Regions from separate parts of the Zea mays genome. Here all the other regions are linked to region 1. A link is a contact called in public Hi-C data. All regions are on one chromosome and are shown on one strand. The core of a region is the stretch at or near the end of the contact, and the rest is flanking DNA. Distances in the headings are between cores, read along the strand shown. Region 1 holds the start of LOC100275065. Region 2 holds the start of LOC100280789. Region 3 holds the start of LOC100283925.

What was found. Hi-C and Micro-C count contacts between places; a contact is called where the count stands out from the background.
Region 2: a Hi-C map of tassel shows a contact between it and region 1, with 2.4 times the contacts expected there. The contact joins the promoter of LOC100280789 here to the promoter of LOC100275065 in region 1. A contact is called at or near these places in 2 of 25 Hi-C or Micro-C datasets (bundle sheath and tassel).
Region 3: a Hi-C map of leaf mesophyll shows a contact between it and region 1, with 2.2 times the contacts expected there. The contact joins the promoter of LOC100283925 here to the promoter of LOC100275065 in region 1. A contact is called at or near these places in 6 of 25 Hi-C or Micro-C datasets (bundle sheath, ear, endosperm and 3 more).

What each region holds. Positions count from the first base shown.
Region 1 is chr2:67,187,384-67,191,260 of Zm-B73-REFERENCE-NAM-5.0, forward strand. LOC100275065 reads left to right here and starts at 1,812. Exons shown (of 2, transcript NM_001149256.1): 1 at 1,812-2,428. The coding sequence starts at 1,867. The coding sequence ends at 2,403.
Region 2 is chr2:67,380,509-67,384,385 of Zm-B73-REFERENCE-NAM-5.0, forward strand. LOC100280789 reads right to left here and starts at 1,763. Exons shown (of 3, transcript NM_001153710.1): 1 at 1,598-1,763; 2 at 1,266-1,503; 3 at 848-1,032. The coding sequence starts at 1,643. The coding sequence ends at 984.
Region 3 is chr2:67,017,770-67,021,646 of Zm-B73-REFERENCE-NAM-5.0, forward strand. It overlaps LOC100283925, which reads right to left and starts at 1,811. Exons shown (of 5, transcript NM_001156823.2): 1 at 1,562-1,811.

The DNA of each region.
Region 1 (3,877 bases), core at 562-3,061:
TTCTAGGAGTTACATGTCCTTTTATCTCAAAGTTTGCTTCATGTTCAACGTCAAAGAGAGCAATGTGCCAACATCTGTTGACCAATGTATGATTGAGATTTTTAGTCTTAAATCATTTGTAAGGTCCTTTTGCTTACTAATATAATCCCAATTTGTGATGTCGTCTATGCCAAAAAGGAGTTCGTGTTGGGTTACTTCGGGTAAGAGTTTATGCATGAGGAGACAACATAGAATTATCTTGTCTGTGTTCCGTAGGTATCAGAATTTAATTTAGTTTCCTAGATCTTCAAGCACTATAAAGCTTTTTATAGTTGTTATGGCCACTTGAGAGATACATAACTACTGTAATCTCCCTGATACGTAGATTACATCCTGACATGAGATCTAGGCCTTCCTAATAGTCAATCCAAGTCTGAGTCCTGGATAGAGTTTGAATGATAGGCATGGACCGAGTTAGGCCCACAAACCGGCATCTCAAAGATCAACATACCTTTGGGTACCCCCGATACATATTATTTACAGATTTGTCAAGTGAACTCTAGCCACTTGAGAGAGACAAGAAGTTGAAATAGATTTTGATATTTATGATTGCCACGACAACGATGACATATGCATTCTTTTGAGATTTGTCTAAACCATTAAATCACATGCCATTTTTTTGTTCCACTTGTTTTTATTGTTTTGTGCTATATGTGAGTTCTCTGTGTGTTGTCATTGAATTAAAAAAGCTATTACTGAAAGAAGCAAAAACACTATCGTGTCAATGAGAGTTTATTACCTTGGTTCTTGATACCTCGATAAAAACACCAACACGCTAATGAAAGTTTATATCTCTATCGTATTAAATATTCTACATTTATATTATTGTCTTTGGTTGTGTGCTTTATCATATTTCTTAGTTATAGGTTAGTGGATAAGTCTAGAACCTAGGCAGCAAAACTCCTTTTACGATAAATATTGCATCACTTGGACAAAACTTTAGCGTCTACTAGGCACAATTGTTGCTTGTTCGAAAAGCAGCTTATCCGAGAAGCGGGTGAAAAGTAGCTTCAACTTATTATCTGCTTTTAGACCATTCTAAGAAATAGTTGAACTAATAAGATGCTACGAAAGTGCCATGTTTGGTATAGCTTCTCCTTAAACCCGTGAAGAAGCTATGCTAAACAGGGTCTTAGTTGCATATATCAACGTTTGTTATTTACTCCTGTTTACGAGAAAAATAAAGGTCTACATTAGTGCGAAAAATACTTGCCCTAATTTATCCTATCTTAGACGCGGCAATTCCTTTCACAAATAACAATTTCATCCATTGATGAGGAGAAAGACCAAAGTTTGAGCAAAAATGGGTATATTTGACACAACTCTTGCTTGTTGGAAAACAACTTATTTGAGAAAAAACAATAAAAACAGCTTCTGCTTATTACCTACTTATAATTTATTCTAAAAATGGATGAACTGATAGGCTGTTATAGAAACACTCTATTTAATATAGTTTCTACATGAATCTACGAAGAAACTGTCAAATAACTTGTGCTAAACAGAACCGTAAGACTATCTCTAACAGTTTACCCTCTCTATACTCATATTTAAACTGCATTCTACGAACAGTGCAATCAAAGTAAATTGCGACGGTCTAATGAAGACTTCCAAAACCAACTTAGACAATTATCGTAGGGCCCCCAGCATGCCCTGCCCGAAAATATGGGCCACAACCCATATACGCAGGTCACCAAACCGCGACCCACCGTCCTGCGAAGCCCACATCCACATCCTCCTCTCCTCTGGCCATCTTCCCCGCTCTTCATTCGCTAGACGACACAACACCGCGTTCAGCCGCTCTAGAACCCTAGCTCCCCGCCCCGCGAGATGGCCACTGCCGACGGCGAGCCCCAGCCCGTGGCCACCGACCCCGCCCAGGTCCAGGCTCCGGCACCGGCACCGGCACCCTACCCTTCCCCGGCCAAGCGCAAGCCCGAGGCGGATGTGGAAGCCGACGCCAACCTTGCGCCCCCTAAAGCCGCGCGTCCCGACGTCGACGAGGAGGCCGCCGCTGTGGCCGAGGCTGCCAGGGCCAGTGCTCGCGCGGCTGACAAGGGTAAGGGCAAGATGGTAGTCGAGGAGGAGGAGGAGGAGGAGGAGGAGGAGGAAGACGACAGCGAGGAGAGCAGCGACGACGACGAGGGCGGCGGCGGCGGCAGCAGCGATGACGACGAGCTCGTTGAAGACCCGATGGCCGAGGTAGACCTCAGCAACATCCTCCCCTCGCGGACCCGCCGCCGCGCCCCCCCGCAGCCCGGGGCGTACCTCGTCACTCCGGAGGAGGCTGCCGCGGAGGACGACGACGACGACGCTGACGTGGTTCCTGAGGAGGATGAGGGAGCGGAGGGAGAGGAGAGCGATTAAGGCTGCCTCGGCACGGACTCACTAGGTAATTTCTTTATCCTGCCTCTTGTGCTACTCAAACGCATCTGTGAACCCTGTTAGCTCGTGCGTTTTGATTTTGGCGTTTTTTTAATTGCAATAATTTATCTGCAAGGTTCCAGGGCAATGTGACCGTGTGTTACCTAAAACCGGTTCTGTGCAGATTGATACGCATTACATATGTTGTGTTTTTGCACCTATGCCTTGTATTTCTGGTATGTAAATACGGCATACACCCTATTTGTGATGTTTCACTTGTAGTTGGATGACATCGTTGAAATCACATTGTTTGGTGGTGTTCTCAAAATGGGTTCAGTTAGAGCTTTGATGCTAATTAGATATAAATGTTACTTTGCGAGCAAGAGTTTATGATGAAACCAGTTTATGCTGGATCCTGTTTGGCACAGCTCCACCACCTATTCCTGGAGCTGTTTAGATCCGTTTTGTGCTGGGTAAAATAAAACAGCTCCACTCATAGATTCTCTTAAAACATGCTCTCATGAGCGATGGAGGGGAGATAGAGTTGAAAATAGTAGCTTCACCCAGCTCCAACTCGCTCTGGCGGGCCTTGCATGAGAGCATGTTTTAAGGACCTTCACGTGTGGAGCTGTTTTGCCAAATGATTCACTAAAACAGCTCCAACTTCACTGGTAGAGTTGCTTGTGGAACTGAAGCAAAAAAAAAGAGGCTTCACTAGTGAAGTTGAGCTGTGCCAAACGGGACTTCAATTGAGTTTTTTGTGTTATGTGGATTCACCAACTTTAGCCCATGATATACGGTCATAGTTCTCTATTGAAACATGTACATCAAAATAGCAATACACTGTTCCTACTACGAAGCGTACTCATTTGGAAACTGAGAAACTGTTAAGTCATCTGTCATGGGCTATGCTGATCAGGAGGGTTGGTAGTTCTGTATATTGGATTTATGTGTTTAAATGAATTATACTTGCTTTGCAAAATATGCTAGTATTGTGAATTTGTGATCCTGAAATTGGCCTAGGTGATGCCGAGGCTCTAAGTGCAATACTGCTGCTCTGGTTTTACATTGGCAGTTAAATTACTGGCATGACCTAGGCCACAAGGGGAAGCGTGTAAAGAAATGCATGCATTGAAGTGAGACTGGGTGCATGGATGGGCAGAGTGTGTTGTGGCATGTTTGGAGGAGGCGCTGACGTGATAAGAGTGCTAAGGTGGGAAGAATGGATGGCAAGAAAATTATGCTAGGAGGTGGGCAGGGGATGGAGGGGAGGGGATGTTGCTTTTGGTATGAATATTTTTGGGCTGGAATGTGTATGACCTGCCTTAACCATAAGCTGCGACACACCTGTGCCAAGGTCTTCCTCTCTTATGTGTAAGGCCTCATATGGATCTTAAGGTGCAATCCATGTATTTCATGAATGAAATCCCCAATCTCTTCTCCTGCCATCCTCATCCGCACATGGTCAACCAACCGT
Region 2 (3,877 bases), core at 513-3,012, 190 kb after region 1:
TGGCCGTCGGATGTTTGTTAGTTTACTGTAGTGATTTCGATACAGTATTTAACTTATATCCAAGTTATGATTGAGAGGATAGTACATATTAGAATAATAGATAGAATGGTACACGTGATTAACGTGATCTCTGATTATATATTTAGAATTTGTTATATACGACTGCTACAGCAGTCAGTGACCTGATCAAATTCCGGTTTATAAGTAAAATATAAACACGTTACGCGGATGTGTGCAATGCATGCGTGGATTGTGTCGTGCGCTTGGCGTGCGTTCCGTGGCAATCAAAATTTTGGTTGGCCTGATCTGTTTTGAGTTTGGACTCGGTTCCGGAGCAGCGTACCTACGTACGGCGTCTCCTAGTGCATACAAGCAACAACGGCTCCGGCCGCATGCAACCGGCGGGTATTCCGATCGGTGGACTGCCTCCCGTCTGATCTCTGATGAAGTGATCATGCATGGATTATGACAGCGACGGCACAGGCCGACGGTCCGAGTGACTGACTGACTGACATAGACACTAGACAGTGTGAGTATATACGGACGGTGCTGGGGTCGGCAGCAGGCACTGCGCTACCTCACTGGGGCTTTCCACCCGCCCGTGTCGCCCACCGCACCACACGCACGGTCCGGCGGTGGCAGGCACCCCGGCCGGCAGTGCCCATGGGCGATGGCCCATGCCATGCCTGCGCGCCATCGCCGTCGTGTCGCGTCGCAATCTGTCCGAGCAGAGAAAAACCATGTTGCTCCGGTGTCCGGTTGCGCTCTCTCTCTCTCTCTCTCAAAGATATGAGGAGTTGAAGACCAAGGACGACGAGAGACATGATGATGGCAAGCTGCTCCTTGGTTTTACATGGATGGCGCCGTCAACGCAGGAACCGTCATCTCTGCTGCCGCAGCAGCTTATTATTATTATTATTATGTCACCACCACACTGCTGCATACATGCGTGCTCCAGGCAGCAGCACTGCACGCCATCCTCCTTAGATGCAGCATCGCTCCAGTAAGCAGCAGCAGCACAGACCAGCAAGACTGCAACGCGCGCAAGCAGACATGTCAGTCAGTTTGTAGTAGTTTCTTGTTTTATTTGCCAGACGACCGACCGACTGACTGACTCAGGCAAAAACTCGAACAAGTTTTCATTCAGCACTCCAACACACGGGAAACCTGAACATCATATATCAGTCTACACGGCATGCATCTGGGGTGTTTCAGAGCCTATCAAAACGCGATCCTCCGAGGAAAAAGAAGTGGAACGTACGTACCATCCTCTGAGGAAGGTGATGCAGTCGGCATCGTCCTGGTCCTGCAGGTAGCGGTAGCGAAAGGGGGCGCCGTCGGACGGAGCTGGGGGCTGCTCGGGCCAGCTGCCAGTGTAGTAGTAATAAGGAGGGTTCGCCGATTCGCCAAGGTAGCCCTGGTACTGGTAGCCGTAGCCGTAGCCCCCCTGCGGCGGAGGAGGATACAGCCCTGGCTGAGAGTCCGGGTACAAGTGGTTGTGAACTGAATGGAGGACACGAAACTGGACGGTCAACCTCGAAACAAAGAATAGACAGAGCAGCTCTATACTTTCATAGGAGGAGGAGCAGTGACTTGCCTTGCGGCGAGTACGAGTCCTTGGATCCCTGCATGCTGTAGTCCATGATCCTTCTCTCCGTTTCCCGTCCTCCTTTTGTCTCTAGTTTTTTTTTGCAGATTCAAGCAAATACAAGAACTCAACTACACAAGCTAGAGCTAGCCAGGGTCGGCTGCTCTGGGTACTCGCTTGTTTCTTTGGGACTAGCGTGACTCTTCAGGCCTGCCGCGCGCGGATCGCTAGAATTTTCCTCGTCACGACATGGTACGTCGGCACCGCTCGTGCCTATCCATAACGCCGGTATCCGCCGAAATCGCCAGTTTATGATATGGCTATCCATAAGGTTCCGTTGTTTTATTTCGTTTTGAGAAATTAAAATCTTACTAATAAAATAGTTTATTTTTTTAGAATATGACATTCCACTACTTTCCGAAGTTATTATATAAATCTATCTCAAATTCATAGAGATAAAAAATGGAAATTGATTTTATAGATTTACATGCTATTTTTCGACATACAACTTATAATACACTCTTCTATTTGCTTCGCTATAACATAAATATGGTATATAACTATCTCTCTCATATTATTTAGAATAATATAAAAATATATTACATATATAAATATATGAACCTAATTAGTTTTGTCTAAATTATAATTATTAAAATGGAATTCAGTTCCAACGAAACAAACCGGGCCTAAGGGTATATTTGGTTTTCTTGCCAAATTTTCTTCCATCGTGAGCCTTGCCAACTGTTGAGAGCATAAATTAGCCCTATGGACGGTCCGCGATCCTGACGGTCTGCAGTGGTGGCGCAGACGGTCCGCGCGTACGTAGAATTAGTTAGGGTTTCGAGTTTCTTGCGGAATTTATTTGTTAGCAAGAATTGTAGAATTAACTCAGGAAACGACTTGTAAACGGGTTCATACCTTCCCTTTATATAGATGAAGCGCTACGACCGTTTGAAGACACAAAATCCATCAAATCAAATCTATTTATCGGTTTTACCTTTTCGTTCTTCCAATTCCTAGGAGTAGGAGTAATTTAGCCTTAGGATTAGATCTAGTTTAGTCTTTCACAACAATCTTGTCGGCGTTTTGGACCCGCGAGGACCCTCAACCGACTAGTGAATTTGATGCTGCGTGTCCCTGCCCAGATGGGTTGATGCAAGATGAAACACAAGAGGGAGGATGATGCTTATATTATCTTGCACTGGGGTGCTCGTAGTAGGGGTTACAAGCGTCGCGAGAGAGAGGGTTTGGCCTTGGAGTGAGCCGTCTGAGTTGGCCTCCTTCGCCTCCGCCCCCTTCCCTCCCCTTTGGGAAGGCCCTGGACATCTCCTTTTATAGATACAAGGAGATGATCCAGCTGTATATATGGGGGTGTAGCTATGCGCTAATGTGGCAGGCGGAGAAGTGCTTGAGCCCTGTAGAAGCATAGCTGACGGTGTGGTCCTGGGTCCTGCTGACGTTTCTTTGCCTTCGTAGAGAGTTGAGAACAATCGACGTCATGGATGCAGGCAGGGAACCATCATTACCTATTGCCGGAGTAGTCTAGATGGGACACCGGTCTTGCTCCTTCGTAGCCTGAGGCAACTAGCTAGGGGTAGGGTAATGATGTATCCCCTATGGCGTAGTCGGTCCGAAGCCGAGGTTGGGCGAGGCGGAGACTTCTCCTGAGGCCGAGGCTGAGGCCGAGGCCCGAGGTCGGGCGAGGCGGAGACCTTCTCCCGAGGCCGAGACTGAGGCTGAGGCCTGAGGTCGGGCGAGGCGGAGACCTTCTCCCGAGGCCGAGGCTGAGGCCGAGGCCTGAGGTCGGGCGAGGCAGAGCTCCCTGTTGCACCCGAGGCTGAACTCGGGGGAGATCGTGACTTACTGTCGTTAGCTTTACCCTGGTGGTTGGCATAGTAGTCGGAACGGGGTGAATAGTGTTGTTTTCCTATCAGAATGATTAGTAAAGGGGGCGAAGTGACTGCGGTCATTTCGACCTTGCCAACTGAGGCGCGCGTGTCAGGATAAGATGTCAGGTGATCCCTGCATTAAATGTGCACGTGATATGGTCAGTGGTAGGGCAATATGGCTGAGGTTGCTGTAAGACAAAGTTTGCCCGAGCTCGGCCTCAGGCGAGCCAGGGGTGCGCCCACTGCCTGAGGGGGCCCTCGGGCGAGGCGCGAATCCGTCTGGGACTACTGTTCTTGCCCGAGGCCGGGCTCGGGCGAGACGAGATCACGTCCCTTGGTAGACGAGGCCTTGACTTGAACCGTGCTTATCAGTCTTTATGGTTTGTTCTGAAGATGCTTT
Region 3 (3,877 bases), core at 561-3,060, 170 kb before region 1:
TAAGAATATCAAATTACACAATGTGGAGTCTATAAGTGCTGATAAATTTGAGATTCAACAAAAATGAAATGTTTAGTTATTCACATATGATATATATATATATATATATATATATATATATATATATATATCACTCAAAAAAAAGTGTGGTCTTAATCTTGTCGTACTTCCAGAAACAGTATATATTATATATTCATGAGCACAGATGCATAAAAACCACCAGCTTAGTTACTCTGCAAGCCAAATTCGATCTCAAAAACTGTGATTGATATTCTAAGGGCAAAAGAAAAATCAACTCAAATTGATCCATGGCTAGAAGCTTATGTGTAATCTTTCTCATTTTCTTTTTTTCTTGAAGTTTTGTACCAGGTTTCATTTACATCTTTTAATAAAGCACGGCAGAGGATAGAACCCCTCCTGTTTTCCTTCAAACAAAAAAATTACCAAGTAGAAATCGGAGTATAGGCCATTCTCTGTCCACGTCAAACTGACTTTGTCCAGCTCAAACTCATGAATCCCGCGGGAAGCAAACACAGGAGCCTCCTTGTTGGATCTCCAAATCATGCTTATTAAAGCGTCGCTTAAGCGACGTTTAAGCGTCGCTTAAACGCTAAAACGTGATTAGGGACTAAAACTTCAGCATGTTTTACGAAATAGGTGTTGAACGTCCGTTTTGGACGTTTAAGCGTCCTCTGAGCGTCTGAAACACGTTTTACGGCGTTTTGGACGTTTTACGGACGTTTTAGATGTAATGGGCCTTCCTGGGCCGTCCTCAAACCCTACACGTCCTCAGCCGCGCCAGCCGCCTAGCCGTCCTCAGCCTGCAGCCACTACAACGTCGCCCAGACTCCAGAGTCTAGAGCCGCCAGGACGCCAGGTACGCCGCTGGGCGCCGGCCCCCTCCTCCCTCTTCCCTCTGCAGTCTGCACAAACGCGACGCGGCGCAGACCGCAGAGAGCTCGCCAGCTCGGTCCCCTCCTGGCCTCCTCGCAAAGCCGCCAGCCTCCGCGCAGAGCGCACAAACCCAAGGCGGCACCGGCCCCCTCCTCCCTCTTGCGCAAGCCCCACTGTGCTGCTCTGCTCTCTGCGCAAGCCCCACTGCGCTGCTCTGCGCAAGCCACCAGTGCAAGCCGCCGCCCGCCAGTGCCCAGTGAATTTCTATTTGATGTGTTGATTTTGCTCACATTGAATCAGTCTCTATTTGCTGACAGTGAATTTCAATGGCAACAAATTGTGTGGTTGAACTTGATCTGTTTGTTTTTATGCTAATGTTATTTGGTTTGTGAACTCAACTTATGTAATATGTATGAACTTATTCTATATTTGAAATTCTATGTCAAGTCTGAAAAAACGTGTCAACGTTCGTTTAAACAATGAAAAAGTTAGTTCATAACGTTTTACCGCTTTAATAAGCATGCTCCAAATCTTCATCAAGAATGCGTGGCACAGATCAGGCTAGAACCGCGACCGGGTGAGATGAGATCCGTACCCTACACAGATGGACCGTGTCCAGGGGAACGAGGGGCAGAGGGAAGGGAGATGGAGGATGCGAGGAACGCACTCACTCTCTGCCTGCGAGAAGTCGGCGACGCGGAGCGCCCAGATGGCCAGATGTCGAAGAATCCAGACCAGACGGAGGCGAGGCCTAGCGCGGAGGGCGGCGGCTCCCGAGCGGATGGAGGCAGTGGAGGCGGACGTGCGCGGATGTAGGCAGCGGAGTCGGCGTGCGATGGAGGAGGCGGAGGCGGCGCGGCGAAGGCGGCGGACGGGCTCGAGTCTGTCACGGCCCGTGGCCGCCGGGACGTGAGCGCGCGGCCGCCGTTGACGGTGTCGAACGACAGCGATTCGGTGGAATTTTGTTCACAAAGAAATTTGGAATTATGCTATGAGAATTAGATTTCGTCACTTTACGATTATTTAGAGGGATTTCGAGCGTAGCCGCTATAATACCATTAATAATTATATCTATATATCTACTTCTCTATTATCTCTACTATAAAGCATCAGTTTCAACGATTGTCCCACATCATCTTTTTACAAATAACTCCTCACAGCAATTTCAAATTAACTCGTTGCACGTAAAACAATACAGGAGGTGTGGTTTGAACTCATGCCCTGATGGAAGAAGGACATAAAACATTAGGTGAATCTGTCTAACCAATAGAATATCATGCTCAAATGTTTTTAATATTGAATATAAATTGTATATATATGTATATACGTTTTTTTTAAATAAAAGAATATAATCTTGTCGGGTCGGGCCAGCACTACGGACCGAGGTTATAGCTCAAGCACGACACAACTTTTTGGCTCTTGTAAGCATTAGGTCGTTTCTGAGACCACATTGACGCAATGAACTCCATGGTGTTTGAGATTGCTGAATTGGATGAAGGAATAATGATTTGTCACACTAACAGTAAAATGAAATGTTATTTGTTAGTTTTAAATGTTAGTAATTGCTACGAAATAACATAATTTATATGGAGCACATCTGGTTTTTATTGATGTTTGACTTTAGCAATCACTTCATATTTTGATCTATCTTTTTTATAAGTTTGAGTTCATGTGACTTATTTTAGAAATTTGACCTCACGGATTTTCTCTTATTTGGTCTCTATATGGTGAAATTATGTCATTCTATAATCTCTGTTTGTTCAGTTAGTCGTTGTGAACTCTCTTCTAATCACTCACTTCATTGGTCGTGTTGTACCAAGACATATTGGATGGAGTAAACAATAATATCAGTTAGCCAAATCAAAAAAAAATATGGAGAGCGGAGATAATCAATAAAAAATCTTGAATTTTTTTGGTGGATAGTTTACGTTGGTATTGTTGTAAGTCGTCGCAACGCACGGGCAACCGACTAGTCATTAAAAAATGGTAACTTTAGATATATATATTATTGACTCATTAAAAGATTGTAACTTTAGATATATATTATTGACTCTGCATGTCGTTAACTCATGTGAACCACACATGTATGTGAGATAGTAATGGTATATATCTAAATTTATAACCTTTTAATGATACAGATCCAAATTTTTCCAATAATAAAATGAAAAAAGGATTAGATACAATTACGCGTCGAGCACTCAGTCATCATCGACAAACCATTCGAGTGTGCGCCAGCGTCGACCGGAGGGCAAGGGAAGGCGCAGGCGACGCGGCGTGCGTACACGATGCGAGTAGCCTCTCCTCTTGTCGCTAGATCGTTGTCGTCTCGCTTAGCTTGTGGAATGAAGGCGTCATCAAGGTCTGATGCGAACGCGACTACGGCTTTCGGTGGTGCTCCTCTCCTACTCCATGGTGCTCCTCTCCTACTCCCTCTTCTTTCTCGCTGGCATCTTCGACTCGCTCCTCTTCATCCAGGTACTGAGGTACGTGACGGTAAGCCCTACGCCACGTTCCGATTCGTAGCTTCCTTGTAGCGCCGCTCATGATCTAGGCAGTACAGCGGTGATCCGGAGGAGCCGAACATGTCGGCACCAAGGGAGCGGCTTCTAGAGGCGACATGGTCAGAGATGCCTTACAGCAAAGTCTAGCGAGGCTACGCCGCCCCAATTCCATCGTTGCTTGTTTCGTCAAACATCATGATCCCATACCAGGTGTATTCAATCCTTTTTTGTTTTATTAAATGGTGAAATGGCATTATAGTGGTTATGTCGTGTTTGATAATAGCATTCGGACGAAGCCTTTCAAAATAATGGCAAAGTGTCGAAACCCACTTCTCATAATGGTATAATTCTAAATTTCTCTTGTTCACGTTATTTCATTGCATATTGTAAGAGTTTGTATTACAACACTTTATGGCCCCGTTTGTTTCAGCTTTTCAACTTCTGGCCAAGATAAAATAGTGGGCAATGGAAAATAGTGACAT